2 separate regions of the Ovis aries genome follow, and region 1 is linked to region 2. Evidence: chromatin contacts called from public Hi-C data. All regions are on one chromosome and are shown on one strand. Each heading gives the region's core, a stretch centred on a gene start, on an enhancer-like site or on the middle of the called end of the contact. The rest is flanking DNA. Distances are from core to core; before and after follow the strand shown. Region 1 overlaps MINDY4 (MINDY lysine 48 deubiquitinase 4). Region 2 holds the start of AQP1 (aquaporin 1 (Colton blood group)).

Region 1 (3,925 bases), core at 973-3,472, 90 kb after region 2:
ATACCGTGGTGCTAATTGAAAAAATCGATTTGAGTGTCTCTGTCTTTTAACTGGCGAGTTTAATTTGTGCATCTTTAATGTAATTACTGATATACTTGAAGTTATTTGTCCTGTTATATTTCACACTTTCCTTCTGCCATACTTTTACTTCCTTTGTTTTCTTCTTAAAAAAAACAATCAGCCATTTTAAAGTGAACAATCCAGCGGCATATAATGCATCCACAAATTTGCGTAACCACCACCTCTTGGTAAAGAATCTGCCTGCAATGCAGGAGACCTGGTTTCGATCCCTGGGCTGGGAAGATCCCCTGGAGAAGAGAAAGGCTACCCACTCCAGTATTCCTGTCCTCACAACAGTGACTCTGCACAGCCCTGGCCTTAAAGGCTCTTATTAAAGATTGAACTTCAGAAGGGGTTAGCCTTAGTGAGGGGGATCCCTGAGGGCAAGCGAATATAAAAAGAACTTTAAACAAAGTTCTCCATAGAAGAAAAGATTTCTTCTTTCGATTTTCCTGCTCTCTGTTTCCCTCTGGCTTCCCAAACTCCCCCAGAAGAAGGTGCAAGGTGCAGAATCACGGTGAGTTAGACTTGGAAGGCACTTGGATAGTCACCTGGCATAACCTTTGGGCTTACAGATTAGGAAACCACGCTCTGGAGTAAGAAAGGGGGCTCCGCCAGTGTCTCCACCTTCTGGGTGCTCAGCCCGAGGGATCCACGTCCCAGCCTCGGGAAGAGCTCCACCTTCCTGGGCCGCCACATCCACAGGCGTTTTTAAAATTAAGCCGTCAAAGAACAGGAGGTCTCATCAAGGGCTGGGTTATCAAGAAGTCATCGTGTGTACACATCTCGGTTTTATACCCGGCAGTTGTCAGTTCTCCAACTGTTGACCTTCAACATATAAAAGGAATCTTTTTTTTTTTCCCCTCTCTTTTCTCTTACGGATGTGGAAAACCTGACTAGAACTGCCTGGTCTGACATTTCCTGTGAGAAAGCACTCTGCTTGGATACTGTGAAAGCAATCTGCCTTAACAATTCAGCCCAAATAAATTATCTTCCTGAAACGAGTGAATGACTTTAATTGGGAATTGGGCTGCATACCCAAGACTCTCTCATCCGGGCTGGACAAAGGTGGGACAAAGATAGGGATCGCCTGGTGAGAACGGACTGGGAGGGGGGTCCCCAACGGCCCTGCATCCTCCTGGAAAAGCCATCGGCTTGGCCCATTGAGCTGGAGAGAACACACGTACTCTAACCTGAACCATTGTTTTTGTGGGGTGAAGATCTCTCAGTTCAACTATCTTTCTGTGTGCGTCCCTCCCCACAAACTCTGGCACACACACCCTTGGCCAGAAGCGTGCAGAGCCAGAGCAAGATTGAAAACCAAGGCCGACAATTCTCCTTCCCTGAGCAGGGCTGGATTCTGGCACATTCCAGGAACAGAGAAGAAATTTACCCTGGGTAACCGAAGCATCAGACTGGGAGAGTTCCTCAAGGGCACACAATTCGCAAAACAAAACTGTACCAGCTGTGACCTTCCTTCATGTTATTCTCCCAATTTGGTACAAGGCCTTGGCATACAACTAGTATTCAACGGATGCTCCCTCTGGAAGCTGAGCGGGTGTCCGGAGTAGCCAGTGCCTTGTCCAGGGAATCTTCCAGACCCAGGGATTGAACCGGGGTCTCCCGCATTACAGGCAGACTCTTTACGGTCTGAATTCTCTACCAGGGAAGCCTCACCCAGATAAGGCTCATGCCTCTGTAAGGGCTGGAAACGCTAACTCAGACCATCTAATCTAATCCTGCCACTCTGTCAGGGGTGGGAAGGGGAGAGAGAGCTTTTACTTAGAAACCCTGTGTAGTGGGCAAAGCCAGAAACAGAACTTTAGGCTCCAGACTCTCACCACAGGTCATTCTCATCTATCCCTTGTTGGATGTTGGAGGCACCAACGGTGTTTTCTAAAGACCCAAAATGCACTGGGTCAGGGTGGTTGCTCTCCCCATAATGAATGCACACCAGCAGGATCTGTGGCTCTCCCAATTCCTATCTTTCTGCCCCTCTCGCAGGCTGCAGTTTCCTGGGTGTGGCTGAACTCAGCTCCACAAGGTGACTGGTGCCGAGCGGCAGGCATTGCTCAACAGGCAGTGAAAACGTGGGTAGAGAGGAGGTGGCTCCAGGGGAAGAAAAATATCCTCTTGAAGGACAAGTGGTCTCCCTGGAGTACAGCTCTGGGATGCGGCCAGATCACTGAGTAATCACTCATTCACCACCCGCACTGTGCAGCTCACCAGGCAGAATGCTGCCAGCCCACGGTCCTCCTTCCCCTTGGCCTCCCCTCCTCCCCTCTGCCCACCAGCACGTGGCTGCGTGGCTCGGCCAAGCCCAACCATTGTGGAATGCTTGTTGTTGTTGTTGTTCAGTCACTAAGTCTTGTCCTACTTTTTGCGACCCCATGGACTACAGCCCTCCGGCTCCTTTGTTCATGGGATTGATTCTCCAGGCAAGAATACCAGAGTGAGTTGCCATTTCCTTCTCCAGGGGATCTTCCCGACCCAGAGAGCAAATCCGCATCTCCTGCACTGGCAGGCGGGTCCTTTACCTCTGAGCCACCTGGGAAGACCCTGTGGGATGCTGGAAGAGCCCAATCACCAGGGCTGGAGCGAGAGGCATGAGGTGGTACCTGGCCCACACCAGCAGCCTCGCCCCCTCCCACCAGGAGCCCCAGACTGCGCACCCAGCAGGAGGGATCACTAAGGCTGTCTCTGATTAGGGCTCCCCACTGTGGAGTGAAGACCTAAGGGGATGATTCCGTCAGAGACACAGATTCCCCCAGCCCTGCCCTCCCCAAGTCTCGTGTGACAGCCCAGGATGGAAAGGATTGCCTCTTGGCCCTGTCCCAGGAAGTCCAAAGTCACACTCGGACTTATAAAAGGGAAGGTTCCAAAGTGTGCCTGAAAGGCATTACATAAGAGTTGCCGCCGGTCTCCATCGTGGATTGGAAAGCTGTGCGGAGATATTTACTTAGCTGCTAGGAGAAGCTGCTCTTTGGCACCACAGCTGCTCTTTACTGTCCAAATAAAGGACAACACACCCTGGGAAGGAGCTGTCCCAATGAAAGTGGGACTTTTTCCGAGTCCCATTAAATGTTAAACCCACTTGAGTTCTGTTTGATAAAATAGGCCAAAGGGTGGCTTAAAACAACTTTTGGGGTGAAATATTTTCATTTTGAACTCACAAAACGTTTCCCTGCATTAAGCATTAATAAAAGGGCCTAAAGCAGCAAGTCTGAAACAACACTGTCTGGGTCCAAGGTTAACTTCATATCAATTTGAAAATAAAGAAACTGGGGTTCATTTGCTTTTCAAAAAGGTGAGGAGGTGTACACTTGAATAACACCTTTTTTCTGGAGCTCCTGTCTTTCCCCAAGCAGACGTAGATGAATCCTCCCTTGCCCTGAGCTTCCACTGTCCTTTCTGTGACAGTCTAAGGGTTCTAATTTTTGTCTTTACAATAAGAAGTGTTTATTTGGGTGCTTATTTCTACTTTACCAAGCACTTTGAAAGCACAGGTTTTTTGTTTGTTTGTTTGTTTTTTCTCATAGGCAGCTTGGCTGCAGAGAAGCAGCAAAGGGACGTTTTAGCCCTCATTTCAAAAATGAGGACACTGAGGTTTGGAAAGTCAGAAATATTCCAACACAGACCAGTCCTTGGCACACAGGTCTATGACCAAATGGGAGCCATAGGTAACAATATAGTGAATCTTTCCTTAGGTTTAATTTGTTCATTTCAAAGCTGGGACTTTTCTTTCAAGATTGGATATATATTTAAATTTTACATAATAGTTCTAATGTTCTTACTTAGAAAGAAAAACAAATAATAATAACAAACTGAAGAGTATCTGATTTCAGTTCAGTTCAGTTCAGTCGCT
Region 2 (3,951 bases), core at 455-2,954:
GGGAGGACGGCTGCTTGCCTAATCACCCGCCACTCTCTCTGTGGAGCCTTTGGCTGCCTCCCTCTCTGTCCCCACACCCGCCTGCCCTGCCCACGTCCCGCCAGCCCAGACCTGATCTGATTCCTTCTCTCTCCCTCCCTGTGAAAACACCTCCTCGGGCACTCTGAGACCTCCTCCAAGCCTTCCTCGGCCTCTCAGGCCAAATTATCCCCCCGCTGTGGCCCAAGCCAGGTCTGAGTTTGCACTTGGCTGAGGGTCTGGAAAAGCCCAGGTCGGCGACAGCAGGCAGCTGCCTGCCAACGGCCAATTAGCTGTGCTAAGCGGCCCGGGAGGAATTCTTTTCCACAGTTTCCACCCAGTCACCCACATCTGCTTATCATGAGTGCCCCCAGGTCAGGCCCGAACAGTGGGCACACACAGGTATGCACTCACCTCCAGACACACTCACACCGCAGCACTGACACGCTCACAGATACACCTTCAGAAGTAACACAGCCAGCTTTCGCAGGTTCGGAGACCCATGCTGGCATCCACGTGTGCACACACTGCTCACAGACACAAATACATGCGCCACACCTCTCTGCGTCCAGTGATAGACAGCAGACCCAGAGATGGAAGATGTCCATCTCCATCAGAACGGAGGCGAGATGTCCCTGCTCCGGCCCCCACCCTTTGCTCCAATCCAGGAAAGTCACCTGCAGGCTGCCCTGAAACTGTTTTCACCTCCCATCTTTGCCCCATTCCTGGAGCCAGCAGAGCAAGAGGAGCTTTTTCCTTGAAGGCAGTTTGTTTGAGGACCTGTGTGAAGGTGGGGCTGCCTGGATGCTCGAGGAGCCCCTCTGGGAGAGCTCTGCTCACAGGATTGTGTGGCCAGCTGCAGACATGCCAGACGGGTGGTCCAGGGAGACTGGGGGCAGCAGGCAGAGTGTAAGAGGGTGCAGGCTGCATGCGGGAGGGAGCCGCTGCCCAGACAGGGCTGAGGGGAGGGAGGGGAAGAAACTGCAGCCCCGGGGTGAGGAGCCGCTGGCCCCACTGTTAGCTGCCTCCAGAGCTTATTCCCCACAATAGAGACCCGCAGGGGACATTGGCAAGACTGTTATGCTCTGGGTCTCAGCTTCCCACAGTGCCTGGCAGAAAACAGGCTCTGGACGGCAGGCATAGCTGAGTTCCAGGTACAGCTCTGCTTGACCTCCAGCAACCTCTCATCCTCTCTGTTCCTCAGCGTCCCCATCTGCACAATGGGTGGAGAATGAGACGGGCCCATCTCAGCACCATTCTAGAGCCCCCAGAGCCTGGGGCCACCCCACTCACCGCATTGAGGCCAAGCGAGTTGTCAGGCAGAGAGGAGGTGATGCCCGAGAGGATGGCAGTGGCGACGATGGCCCCCACGCACTGGGCAATGATGTACATGATGGCCCGGAGGATACTGATCTGGCAGCTGAGCAGGAGCCCCAGTGTGACGGCTGGGTTGAGGTGGGCACCGCTGATGTGGCCCACGCTCTGGGCCAGCGTGGCGATGCTCAACCCAAAGGCCAGTGACACTTTCACGTTATCCTGGACTGCACCTGTCGTCTGGTTGCTCTTTATTGGGTAGTGGAAGCCCAGGGCTGAACCGATGCTGATGAAGATGAAGAGGATCATGGCCAGGAACTCGGCCACCACCGCCCTCCAAAAGAGCTTCTTCTTGAACTCGCTGGCCATGCTGGCAGGGGGCTTGGCTTGAGACCGCTGCCTGGTGCTCGCCTCCCTCTGAGAACTGAGCCACAGCCTGGGCTGGGCCTATTTATAGGGCCTCGGGGGGAGGAGAAGGGGGGAGCACAAAGGGAGGAAGGCCTCTCCTTGCTCCTGGCCCGCCCCACACCACACAGGCCTCCTCTTAGCGATGGATGCAGACACAGCTCTGCTGTCGGACTGCCAACTTTTTTTCCCTTCCTCCTCTTTCCCCTCCCTCCCTCTCTCCCTCCGCCCTCAGCCCTGCCCAGCCTGAGGAGGCAGGCAGGAGGCAGCCACTGCTCTAATAGGCTTTGAGAAATTCCTCCAAGTTGGCCCCACTCAGGGGGCCAGAGAAATCCAGGTGTCCCCGCCCTGTGTGCAAAGCTCAGGGGGTGCCAGAGGGCAAAGCCAGGCCTCCAGATGGACAGGGCGGGGTGAGCAGCAGGGATCAGCAGGTGGACGTTGCCCTCCAGGAGGAGGGCACCATGACCCTGCTGGCCTGGCATCCCCATCCCACTCCAGAGTGATGTTAGCCTGGAGCCCACATGTCCTGGGGTTCCTAGGGGCTGTCTGCGCCTCCCGCACATGGTTCAGACCTGGCCACTGGATGTCACTGTAGGAATGCCCCAGGGCCCCCAGCCCCACCAGCCGGATCTCAGCTGATGGAGACACGGCAACACCAGAGGGTACAGAGAACTTGTCTGTGGACCACCCCCGACAATCTGGTCAAGGGCAGGCCTGAGATAGGTGAGAATATGGAAGGCCCCCACTCTGGGGGCCCTCAAGCTTCTGGGGCAATTTGAGCCAATGATCTCGGGGCAGGAGCGGGAAAATGAAGGCAGGTGAGGATATTCGTCTCAAAGACTGTCAAGCTGGTGGACCCTAGGGGAGACAGAAGGAATAGCAGACTAACCTGGAGACGGAGGCCTGTGGTTGGCAGTGGGGAGGAGGAAGCATGAAAGTGAGGGGCAGAAAGACCCAGAGAGAAGGAAGAGGAAAAGGAGACAGACAGAGAGGAAGAGAGACAGAGAGAAAAGCATGGACAGAGAAGCAGAATCAGCAAAAGTGGAAGTGAAAGGGGTAGATCCCCAGGCAGAGACAGGGAGGTGGGTCTGGCTGAGTAAGAGAGACAGAGAGGGCGTGCAGGGTGAGGACACAACCTGGAAAGAGGGGAGACAGGACTGGACCCAGAGGCAAGAGTCCAAAAGAGAAAGATGAGCGAGCAGGAGGAGCTGGGGGAGGGATCAGACAGTGTCCCCAGCAGGGCAGAGGCAGAGACTGCTCTGCAGACCATGCAGACCCCCACCCCGCCCTGTAGTCCAGCCTCTACCCTGTGTGTCCCCAAACCCGACGCCCGGAGGCAACCAAGGAAATGAGAAGAAACTGGATCCCTGGGCCAGGAGCCCAGTGAGGAGCCACCAGCCGGCTGCGCATTATCCTGTGAGAAGAGGAGTCGGGTGGGACCCTGGGTGAGGTTGGACCCAGGAGGGAGGGGTCTTCCTAGCCCTCTCCTACCTGCCTCGCCACGGCCCTACCTCATTTACACCACAGGAATGCTGGCTTCTCCCCACTTTACAGGTGGAAAACTGAGGCCCAGGGAGGGGAAGGCCTTCACTGAGTTCTGTGTGTGTCCAGGGGCCACCTGCAGAAGATGATGCCAGCCCTCATGGCCTCCCCACTGCCTGACTGTGGCGCACCAGAGATGCCCTCACTCTGGGGTCAGCGGTCAGCCTGGTGTTTACTGGGAGAGGAGGCCCCCTAGGGTGGAGCTGTGGGGAGCTGTGTGCCCCTAAGCACACCTAAGCGTCTGTCAATACAGGATGGAGTGGACGTGAGGCAGGGAGGCAGCATGGTGGCGACGGGCCCAGCCTGCCCAGAGAGGACGGCGGCCGGAGGTAATTGGTGCCTTATTAACTGTCTGAGAGAGGGAGCCAGCCCCACTGGGCCACTTCCCGAAACCTCCTCCACGTCCTTCACTCTGGGCAGGCCCAGCTCGGCTCTCCACACCCTGGGAGGCTCCTCGCTCCCTAGCCCTGGCCCCGTGGCCTGGTGGCCACCATGCCCCTCAGTGAAGGGTTCTCTGGTCAGTTCCAAGGCTCTGACCAGAGCTCCCTCCACGTGGCCGGGATCCCCGCATTCTCAGGCTTTGGCAGATGGCCAGTTTACCCTCAGACCAGGCTCTGAAGACAAGGTTGGGGTGCACCTCAGAGAAGGGTCTTCTGGAGCAGGACTGCTCCC

The links. Hi-C and Micro-C count contacts between places; a contact is called where the count stands out from the background.
Region 1: a contact with region 2 is called in a Hi-C map of liver, with 2.3 times the contacts expected there. The contact joins the enhancer-like site here to the promoter of AQP1 in region 2. A contact is called at or near these places in 2 of 16 Hi-C or Micro-C datasets (liver and tail adipose tissue).

Annotation. Positions count from the first base shown.
Region 1 is chr4:67,068,864-67,072,788 of ARS-UI_Ramb_v3.0, forward strand. The region is part of intron 5 of MINDY4 (MINDY lysine 48 deubiquitinase 4); the gene reads right to left. Among named protein-coding and RNA genes, the nearest start is that of MINDY4, 48 kb to the right of the region's middle. Within about 2 kb of position 2,223, at least 29 of the 54 cell types and tissues checked have an H3K27ac peak or open chromatin away from gene starts, as enhancers often do. A contact at or near this core is called in liver and tail adipose tissue, where this site is marked.
Region 2 is chr4:66,979,482-66,983,432 of ARS-UI_Ramb_v3.0, forward strand. It overlaps AQP1 (aquaporin 1 (Colton blood group)), which reads right to left and starts at 1,705. Exons shown (of 4, transcript NM_001009194.1): 1 at 1,312-1,705. The coding sequence starts at 1,701.